2 separate regions of the Rattus norvegicus genome follow, and region 1 is linked to region 2. Evidence: chromatin contacts called from public Hi-C data. All regions are on one chromosome and are shown on one strand. Each heading gives the region's core, a stretch centred on a gene start, on an enhancer-like site or on the middle of the called end of the contact. The rest is flanking DNA. Distances are from core to core; before and after follow the strand shown. Region 1 overlaps LOC102555770 (a long non-coding RNA gene). Region 2 holds the start of Cebpa (CCAAT/enhancer binding protein alpha).

Region 1 (5,270 bases), core at 2,449-4,948, 44 kb before region 2:
ATACATGCACAGAGCACATACATACTACCCCCAATACATCCCACGGACATCAAATAATGGACAGGCAGACATCACACTGACGTCACCTACAGACACGCAGTGTGCCCTGCATCACCCTATCCGTCCTGTTGTACACAGAGTACAGAGCCGGTAGAACGGACCTGCAGAAGCCCCAGAGCCACATGGCCCCTCCTAATCCCCAGACCTTCTCAAACTTCCACTTGGCCACACTGGAGCTTCAGAGGGCCAGGACCGAGGGAGAAATGGAAGGGGTAGTGGAGATCTTGCAAGGCCTGAGGAGGCAGGCAGGGGTCAGGGTGCAGCTCTTGGGAGGGAGTTGAAAGAAGAAGCCTTGGGCTAAGGGACAGCCTCAAGGGCCTCATGAGAGCCATGCGTCCCTTCCTACACCCTGGAGTCTGAGTGCCTATGGAACCCCATTTAGTCCTTCTTGGTTGGCCTAGGGTATCTGGTAGGACTCCCTGCCTGCAATGTCTTGGCTTGGCCCATAGGACTTCAGATGGGAGTAGGGGTCCCCATGCCTGTGCCCATAACAAATGGCCTATCTTACAGGAGACACCTGTGGTTTGAGCAAAAACAAACACCTTCTGCCTCAGGGCACAGGAAGACCCACCCCAGATCTTGGATTCTTGACCGGTGAGCTGACAGGGGCCCATCTTGGAGATCAGGCCCTTGGGAGCCTCTGATTCACTGGAGCTAGACCCTGCTAAGCCAAAGAGCCCCAGGCTCCACTAAAATGTGAACCATTCAGGAATCGGGTGGAAAGGGTAGGGCAGGGAAAGCCCGTGAGGTTTTTATGTGGGCTCCTGCACTTTTCAGAGGCCCTGGGGCTCTCCCAAGAGGTCAGAGGTACTGGGCAGTGGGATTCCGAGCGTCATCACATGCCTTGCTCAGGGCGGGCCAGCTCTGCAGCAGCAGGGGTGCAAAGGGTGAGGTGCAGCCAGGTGTGGTGGTGATGGATGCCCAGAGTCCCAGCCCTGACAAGGCAGGGAGGGGGCTTTCAAGTTTGAAGCTAGCTTGGGTTATAGAGTGAGATTCTGTCTCAAGAAAGAAAGAAAAAAAGGAGAAAGAGAGAGCGAAAGAGCGAGAGAGGGAAGGAGAGAGAGAGAGAGAGAGAGAGAGAGAGAGAGAGAGAGAGAGAGAGAGAGCGCTTCAGCTGAGGGACCTTGAGGAACAACATCATGGTCCTCCTGGGCAAGGCAGAGCATTACTTCGTCCCAGTGGTGACCACCACTCCTTATGTAGACATGATACACCATCTTCCTCTTGCACTCCTTCAAGGCACTGAGCATGCTCCCCTCCCCCTTTTGTCTGTCCCTACCCTATTCTTTGTAAGATGGGCTCTCCCTATGGCACCTGACTGTCCTGGAACTCTCTGTGCAGACCAAGCTGTCCTCAAACTCACCACACCTGGCTCTCCCTTTCTGTTAGTGCTGCCTGCTGGAATGTTGACTGGATCGTACACAGGCAACCGTAGCAGTGGCGAGTTTGTGGGTGCAATGACTCCGACCTTCGCTCTCGATTCTGCACTGCACACTGAGAGCGACAACTGTGAGCACTGCCCACTGCTCGCTAAGCCTCCCTGACTGAGAAACATCAGTGGTGGCCAAGGTAGAAGGCACTTGATTTCTGGAGTCATAACCTAGAGATCCATCAGGGAGGGGAGCATAACAGATACCTTCTCATTGGAGGCTCCCATGCCTGGTCTAGCAGAAGACAACCTGCCTAGATTGGCTCTGCTGAGACCCTGTCTCCTGGCCAGCTGCAAATTCTGACCTCTATCCCCTACTCTGGATCTGTCAGAGGCTGGTGAGCCAGCGACTTGGGCAGGAGTCACACTCCCAGCAAGGACAAGATGAAACTAGGAAGTGGGCCCCATGCTATTCAAGTGTCCGCCTGCCATTCTTTCCGGGTTTGGGGGTGGCTGCTCCTAAATAGGGCCTTAGTCACCTTCTGTCAGGAACCCTATACTGAAGCTCCGGGAAATGCCACAGGCCACTACAGCTAGACTCCTTGAGGCTGACCCAAAGACCCACACTCAAGCTGCCTGCTGGGGACTCTCCTGAGGTAACCCTGCTGCCCATTGGTCTATGGACAGTCGCCTGTGAAATAGGCCTCTGTCTCTGTCTCTGTCTCTGTCTCTCTCTGTCTCTCTCTGTCTCTCTCTGTCTCTCTCTGTCTCTCTCTGTCTCTGTCTCTCTCTCTCTCTCTCTCCTCTCTCTCTGTTTCTGCCAGCCCCTTGGCTTTCTCACGCAGACAGATGTGAGACACAAACCTCCACCCTGTGGTTTCTTTTCTCAAGGACTTGCCGTGTTCCCAGCTCATCCCAGCTCATCCAGGAAAAGCCAACATCTAGAGCCTTTGAGGACTTCTATGTCCTCTGAATGTACCTTCTGCTGGAACCTGCCCCAGCAGGACATCTTCCCTCTGTCCTACATCAAGGCCTGCACAGAGGGACTGGAGAGATGGCCCAGTGGTTAACAGCACTGACTGCTCTTCCAGAGGTCCTGAGTTCAAATCCTAGCAACCACATGGTGGCTCACAACCATCTGGGATGGGATCTGATGCCCTCTTCTGGTGTGTCTAAAGACAGCTACAGTGTACTCATATATAATAAAAAAATAATAATAAAAAAAAAGACCCAGGTACTATCTCTTTCCCCTCCACACAGCAGGCTTTGAGCCTGCATCCTGTGTATGCCCTGGGGTGATTCCATCATGGAATGGCTTGTCAACTTGACACAAGCTAGAGCCATCAGAGGGGAGGGAACCTCAACTGAGAAAATGCCTCCATAAGATCAGGCTGTAGGCAAGCCTGCAGGGCACTTTCTAAATTAGAGAAGGATGGGATGGACCCAGCCCATTGTGGGTGGTGACGTTCCTGGGCTAGTGGCCCTGGGGTCTATAAGAAAGCAGGCTGAGTAAACAGGGAAGCAGCACCCCTCCATGGCCTCTGCATCAGTTCCTGCCTCCAGGTCCCTTCCTTCTTCGCGTTCCTGTCTTGACGTCCTTTGGTGATGAACAGTGCTGTGGAAATGTGAGCCAAATAAACCCTTTCCTCCCCGAGCTGCTTTGGTCATGGTTTCGTCACAGCAACAGTGACCCTGACTAAGACAATCACAGCCGTGTGAGGGTGCAGCTTTTCCCTTTACCAGCAGGGTTGGAAGCCACTCCTGGGAGTTTCTATGCAAAGTGGGCTAGAAGGGCCCGGGAAAGCCTCAGGTGCTCAGCAAATATACCACACAGTCCCAGATTTACAATGTGATGCCCTGTTGTTGCTGTTGCTGTTGTTGTTTTTCTTTATGGTGCTGAGAAAGGGAAATGCATTCAATAGAAATGAAACTTCAGGGCTGGAGAGATGGCTCAGCAGTTAAGAGCACTGACTGCTCTTCCAGAGGTCCTGAGTTCAAATTCCCTTTGCCATATGATGGCTCACAACCACCTGTAATGGGATCTGGCGCCCTCTCCTGGTGTGTCTGAAGACAGCTACAGTGTACTCATCATACAAATAAAATTTAAAATTAAAAATAATTAAAAAAAAAAAGAAGTCAAACTTCAAATTTTCCATGTGGATCTTTTCTCGGGGATGTGGCATTTGTGCTGCTGGGCAGTGGGCAGCTGCAGCAAACCACAGCTCCTGGGGCAGCCCCAGGACCACAAAGAGAGAATTGATATTCTCCACTGTTCTGCGTTCTCATGCTATGATGCCTGGCACTGAACATGAATTCAGGGAATTCTCCGCTCTGTCTATTTTGTACTGCCATGATTGGGTCATTTAGAATGTAAGGGCTTTACGAAGCTTAAAACCGGGTGCAGGAATACACTCCTGTAATTCCAGCTGTGAGGGGCCGAAGCAAGAGGCCAGCCTGGGGAGCCGAGGGCGACCTTATCACCCAAGTTACCAAGCAAACATGGTGGTTTGGCTCCCAGTTTTGGAGACCTGGAAATGCAGAGTGCAGGGTCAGCCTCTGATCAGCATGTGAAGGGGGCTTTCTTGGTCCACTATAACATGTCAGAGGATATCACATGCTGGGACAAAGCAAGACTGTCCGCTCTGGTCTTTCTTCCTATCGTGGGGAATTTACCCCTTTGTTCTCATGTAACCCCGACAACATTCCAAAGTCTCGCCCTCAAATACCATCCACAGATATTAGGCTTCCGACACATGTTTGGGAGACAGATACTTTTCACCAGGCCAGGCCTTTAATCCTCACACTCAGGAGGCAGAGGCAAACGGATCTCTGTGGGTTTGAGGCCAGCCTGGTCTACAGAGTGAGCTCCAGGATGCGATGCCATAGTTAAGTCAAGGTGGGACTGCATTGGATTGGATCTTGTTATCACCGTTATCTTGCCCAGTACCCATTACTAATCTTCCCTGCCTACAGCCACGGCTGGGAGATCAACACATGAGTACCACCTTCTGCAAGTGGAAACAGACATGGAATGCTAATATGGTTCAAACAGCTTGCATGTCTGAACACTTGGTCCGCAAGTGACCAAAGCAAGTGGGGCTGTGTGGGAGACTGTAACTGCTTGGGGGTGAGGCCCAGCAGGCATGTAGGTCATTGGAGGTGAACCTTGAAGGTGATATCTGACTCTGGCTCTGAACTGAACCCTGCCTTTGGATCCTGCAAGAACAAGCCCCTGCCACCACAGTCAGCCACCATAACTGCTACACTGTCTTTGCCTCGAGGGGGATGAAATCCCATAAACTGGGAGTCAGTTAAGTGGCTTGGTCACAGCAACAAGAAAGTCACTAACACAGGTGCCCTAAGGGCATTTCTACCAGGGGATGGTTACTGTTAGGCCCTGATCCCTCTCCCAGGTGCCCTCAGTGCAGTATGAGTTTCTTTTTGTTTGTTCTGTTTTTAGAATTTTTTGGAATTACTTATTTTTTTAAGATTGATTTTTAGTTCTATGACTACACTGACACAGATTCTTCAGACATAGACACGCCAGAAAAGGGCATCGGATCCCATTCCAGATGGTTTCGAGCCACCATGTAGTTGCTGGGAATTGAACTCAGAACCTCTGGAAGAGCAGTCAGTGCTCTTAACCACTGAGCCATCTCTCCAGTGCAGTGTGGATCTATGGAATAACAGAGTCTGAAATACTTCATAGGGGAGACAATTGCAACCAATAAAGGCACAGAGAAAGCATATGAAAGAGGAAATATTTGAATAGAATGCAAAGAAAGAGTGAGGTACAACTGCCCTCAGGAGACAGAGGGTTATCCTCTGACCACGCCTGACC
Region 2 (5,330 bases), core at 1,600-4,099:
TGTTCTCAGCCTAGAGTCCTTATCCCTTGACTGCCGTGGCACATCACCCAGGTAAAGAGAGACTCCACATATGCAAACGGAGGACCTCAGACACAGAAAATGCTGTTTTCAAGTGGAACCCAGCCCAGAGCAAACCTTACAAGTGGCTTCTCTCTGGTTTTAAAAAGACACCAAAATTGAGTTTGATATGTTTATATTATAGATATAATACATAGGACATCTAGCATGAAACTTTGTGTCCCCTCCCCCCAAAAAAAGAAGAGAAGGAAGCAGTCCACCCCTGCTTCCAGTGGCAGGGTTGTGTACAAATTGGCTGGAGGTGGCCTTCTTTCCAGACCCAGAGCCAGGGCCTTTGGGGATGGGGGTGGGTGGGTGGGGAAGCCAGTATAAGTCTCAGCCGGAGGAAGGAAGCTAAGACCCACAACTACATACACCCTTGGAAAACTAGGGGAGAGGGAGAAGCCCACTTCATTTCATTGGTCCTCTGGGAGGCGAAAGAAAACAAAACAAAACAAAACAAAACAAAAAAACCAAACATCCCTAAACCAAAAAGAATGAGAGCCTCACTCAGCCCCTTCCCCTGGCCGTTCGTGAAGAGTCTCATTTTGGCAAGAATCAGAGCAAAACCAAAACAAAACAAAAGACCAAATAAAATGGTGGTTTAGCATAGACGCGCACACTGACATTGCACAAGGCACCGCTGGGACACAGAGACCAGATACAAGTGTTGATATCAGATGATAAAGCAAAATATTTGGGAAGCTTGTCATAACTCCAGTCCCTCTGGGATGGATCGATTATGCTTCAAGTTCCTTCAGCAACAGCGGCTGGCGACATACAGTACACACAAGGCGGATGGTCCCAGTGTCTTCATCCTCCACCCCAAGACCAGAAACTAAGGTCCCTGTCTTCTACCACTTGCTTAACCACATGGCCAGTTCACAACTCAGCCTTCTGGTCTGACTGGGGGTGTTGCCCCCTTCTCCACGAACTCACCAAGGAAACCTGGCCTGTTGTAAGCTGGGGGTGGGGGGAGGAATGTAGATGGAGGAGCGAAAAGCAAGGGGCTAAGAACCCTCCATCTCCATGTAACTAGGGGTGGGGACACTTTTAAGACTCAAATCCCCAACTCCCTAAGTCCCTCCCCTCTAAGGACAGGGACGGAGGGGCAGCTCAGGGACTGCTGGGACCTCAGCTTCCTGAATCTTCCTCCTGCCCTGGGCCTGCACCCTTCATTTTTCTCATGGGGGCCTGCTGCAGCTCTGGAGGAAGCAGGAATCCTCCAAATAAAATATCAAGGCACATGTTTGCTCCCCCTACTCGGTAGGAAAAGGAGCGAGTTTTGAGTATCCAAGGCACAAGGTTACTTCCTTAATACTAAAACTGCCGGGCTCCCAGCTCAGCTCCGCGGAGAAGTCTCTCGGTCTAAAGGAGAAACCACCACGGCCTGACTCCCTCTCATCTTAGACGCACCGAGTCCGGCTCAGAGGAAGGGAGGGGACACGCGGAGCAGGCCAGGCTTTCAGGCGACACCAGAATCTCCTAGTCCTGGCTTGCACGGTCCGGGCAGCCTAGAGATCCAGCGACCCTAAACCATCCTCCGGGTCCCCAGCCAGGGGGCCGGCTCAAGGCGGTCCCGCAGCCGCGCGCCTCACGCGCAGTTGCCCATGGCCTTGACCAAGGAGCTCTCAGGCAGCTGGCGGAAGATACCCCGCAGCGTGTCCAGTTCACGGCTCAGCTGTTCCACCCGCTTGCGCAGGCGGTCATTGTCACTGGTCAACTCCAACACCTTCTGCTGCGTCTCCACGTTGCGCTGTTTGGCTTTATCTCGGCTCTTGCGCACCGCGATGTTGTTGCGTTCCCGCCGTACCCGGTACTCGTTGCTGTTCTTATCCACCGACTTCTTGGCCTTGCCCGCGCCGGCCCCGCCGCCGCCGCCGCCGCCGGTGCGGAGGTCGGGGTGCGGACCAGCCAAGCCCTTGAGCGAGCCCCCGGGGCCCGGCAGGCCCGCAGCACCCATTGCAGGCGCGGGATGAGGGCTGGGCACGGGCGTCGGCGGCGGCGTAGGGTGGCCAGGCTGCAGGTGCATGGTGGTCTGGCCGCAGTGTGCGATCTGGAACTGCAAGTGAGGGGCGGCCAAGTGCGCGGGAGACGCGTGCGGGTGCGGTGGCGGCGGCGGCGGCGGGGGCTGATAGGGGAAGAGGCCGGCCAGCGCCAGCTGCTTCGCCTCGTCCTCCTCGCGGGGCTCCTGCTTGATCACCAGCGGCCGCAGCGCGGGCGCCCCGACGCGCTCGTACAGGGGCTCCAGCCTGCCGTCCAGGTAGCCGGCCGCCGCACAGCCGTAGCCGGGAGGGGGTCCGTGCGCCCCCGCGGACATGACCGCACCGCCGGGGCCCGCCGGGGCGCCCGGGTAGTCAAAGTCACCGCCGCCACCCGCGGGGCCCGCCGCCGCCTTGGCCTTCTCCTGCTGCCGGCTGTGCTGGAAGAGGTCGGCCAGGAACTCGTCGTTGAAGGCGGCCGGGTCGATGTAGGCGCTGATGTCTATAGACGTCTCGTGCTCGCAGATGCCGCCCAGCGGCTCCGGGGCGGCAGGTGGGGCTGGGGGCGGCGCGGGGCCCGCGCCCCGGGGAAAGCCAAAGGCGGCGTTGCTGGGCGCGTGCGGGGGGCTCTGGAGGTGGCTGCTCATCGGGGGCCGCGGCTCCGCCTCGTAGAAGTCGGCCGACTCCATGGGGGAGTTAGAGTTCTCCCGGCATGGCGAGCCTCGGCGGCCTCCAGCCTGCGCGTGGCGCCGCTGTCGCCGCCGCCCACCCAGTACCCCAACTCGCCCGCGCCCGCGCAGCTTTGGGTCGCGAATGGCCAGGCCCGCGCGGGGACCGCTTTTATAGAGGGTCGGGCATCGCCCCCTGGTGTCCAAGCGGGTCTTGGGCGGAGGGCGCCTGCCGGATGGTGCCTGCTGGGTCTTAGAGCCTGCCTTCTCTTGTGACTTTCCAAGGCGGTGAGTGGGGCGGGAGCACAGTGCTAGTGGAGAGAGATCGTGGCGCAACGCCCACTGACTCCTGCGCTGCTAGGCGAACCCGGCTTGCGGCGCTCAGCCCCACCCCGGCGGCGCTGTCGCCCCCGCACACACGTGGTCCGTGGTTAGGCGCCCCTCCTTTAAGCCTCTAAGTCACCCACTTCCAGCCAACCCTAGGGAGCCGGGGAGCATCCAGAGGCCGAGCAAGGGGAGGTGAAGGTTGGGGGGCGTTTGGAGAGAGGATGTTAGTCTTGAGCTACCGTGGTGCAGACTTGTCTTAAAAGCTGGGACTAGGCCTGTCTCCCACCCGGATTTTTAAAAAGCTGTGGCGGAGAGCCGCGGCGCAAGGACGTTAGGGACTGCTTTGGACCAGCAACCTAGCGCGCACTGCCGAAAGGCGAGGCCCAGAGTGCTGAGATTGTGCGTCTTTATCTCTGAACTCCAGGCGACCCCACTACTTCCAAGCAGAGCACCTCTCTTTCGCCCAGCCTCTTTAGAACTCCAGGGTCCCACGGGTTCTTCAGAGTAGTAGGGCGCTAGGACCCGGCGGGGAGCGGAGGCGGCCGCTAAACCCGGAGCCTAGTGGACCTGGCTGGTCCACCCGCCTAGGCTGGAAAACTTTCTTTTTAATTATGTCTCCAGGCCAGCGCGATAGGATTGCTAGGCTTATGAGGCGGACGCTGCTACCCTGCGTGGAGCTTCTAGTCAAATGTTCCGGACCCCCCCCCCACCACACACACACACACACACACACACACACACACACACACACACACACACACACACACACGCCGGGACCAGCGGGTGGGTCCTCCGGGACTCGCGGAACAAGACACTAAGGAGACCGCGCAGGGGCGGGGAGAGGGCAGGGTGTTGGAGTGAGAGAAGTGAATTTGAATCGGGGATCGTGATCCCCAGGCGGGGCCCATAGTCAGGGGCCTGAAGTCACAGTTTTCTTTCCCTACTGTCATTCAGAGGGGAACTAATCTCGGTAGCTCGGGTGTCCAGCTCTTGGCTACCGAGCCTTTCGAGCACCCACTGGGAGCCCCCTGTCCAGTCCTTGGGATCCTCCGCACCGCGCCGCCTACAGGCTCGCGGCTGAGGGTAGGAGTTTGCGAGCATCGGCTCCCCAGCCACGTGGCGTCCAGTTCATTCTCCACCTGGATCTCGGCCGCGGAGGTCCGGGACAGAAGGGGCCTGGTGAGCACCCACGTCTCTCGTTTTTGCACCCCGAAGACCCTTTGGCGGCTTCTTGAATTGAGGCCTTACGTCCTCTCGAACTCCATTTGTCCTCGTTCCAAGCTGCTGGGGGTCTTCCTGCGACACTAGGGTGCGCAAGGTCAAGACCCCCCAGTGCAATGGCCATTTTAGGTCAGGAAAGGCGCTACGATCCGCCCAGGAGGCTCAAAGAGGAGCGGCTAAAAACTGTTGGGGAGGTCTGCTGTGCTTCCACTGTGGTTTACAGTATAAAGAACCGACTTCGTCTGGAGGACGCATCCTGTACTTTAATCAAATTCTCATTCAACATATTCTCAGTGATTAATGGCCCGACTGCTTCATTTTCGGTCCAGAGCGCATAAACAAGATATTTTTAGCTTGATGCTTTTGAACAGAGCGAATAGAAAGCAGATACACTAAATAAACAACCTGGTATGAGCGGGGGATCGCTCTCTGGGCCAGATGCACGCGACCCATTAATACACCATGCACCTGGAGTGTCCCCTGGAGAGAAATCCTTAAAAGCCGAGAAGGATCTTCAGTCTTTCTACTGAGCTAAATATAATGCTTGTTTGTTTGTTTGTTTGTTTGTTTTTCCCCTGAGGGGAAAGGGAACACTGTGAGAAAGTTCCTAGCTAAGAGAGACATTAGTGGAAGTCTGATGGCTTTAGTTGTCCTCGCTTATGCAAGCACAGGGACTTAGGGTTGCGGGAAGCCAGAGCACAATATAGTCGCCAAACGAAAAAGGGTGGGATAAGTGTGTGAGGTGAGGGGCGGGGACTGGGACTCCTGCCCCAAAGCCTGCAGGTCCGGAGTAGCTGACAGAGTCCTTTTTACTGCTCCAAAAACCCAGGGGAGCATGAGAAGTGTCCCTGTATGTGACACAGGTAGAGGGACAGATATGTCATATACAGTCAGAGGGTAGGAAAACTGTCATCATAGAGAGGGGGACACCAAAGGAGGGGGGGAGCCATCGCCCATGAAATGGTCTCTTGAATTAGAGGTGGGAACGTCATTAAGGCTGTATTCACACCCAGCCCCAAGGAACCCTGGGCTCTGGAGAAGGCAGCCTCTGATTGCCGGATTCACTGACTCTGAT

The links. Hi-C and Micro-C count contacts between places; a contact is called where the count stands out from the background.
Region 1: a contact with region 2 is called in a Hi-C map of Schwann cells, with 4 times the contacts expected there. The contact joins the enhancer-like site here to the promoter of Cebpa in region 2. A contact is called at or near these places in 10 of 12 Hi-C or Micro-C datasets (the Rat2 cell line, Schwann cells, frontal cortex and 5 more).

What each region holds. Positions count from the first base shown.
Region 1 is chr1:96,938,514-96,943,783 of GRCr8, reverse strand. LOC102555770 (a long non-coding RNA gene) reads left to right here. Exons shown (of 4, transcript XR_010062989.1): 2 at 571-654; 3 at 1,450-2,085; 4 at 2,321-3,510. Among named protein-coding and RNA genes, the nearest start is that of Slc7a10, 25 kb to the left of the region's middle. Within about 2 kb of position 3,698, at least 1 of the 93 cell types and tissues checked has an H3K27ac peak or open chromatin away from gene starts, as enhancers often do. A contact at or near this core is called in Schwann cells, where this site is marked.
Region 2 is chr1:96,894,103-96,899,432 of GRCr8, reverse strand. It overlaps Cebpa (CCAAT/enhancer binding protein alpha), which reads right to left and starts at 2,849. Exons shown (of 1, transcript NM_012524.3): 1 at 177-2,849. The coding sequence starts at 2,728. The coding sequence ends at 1,652.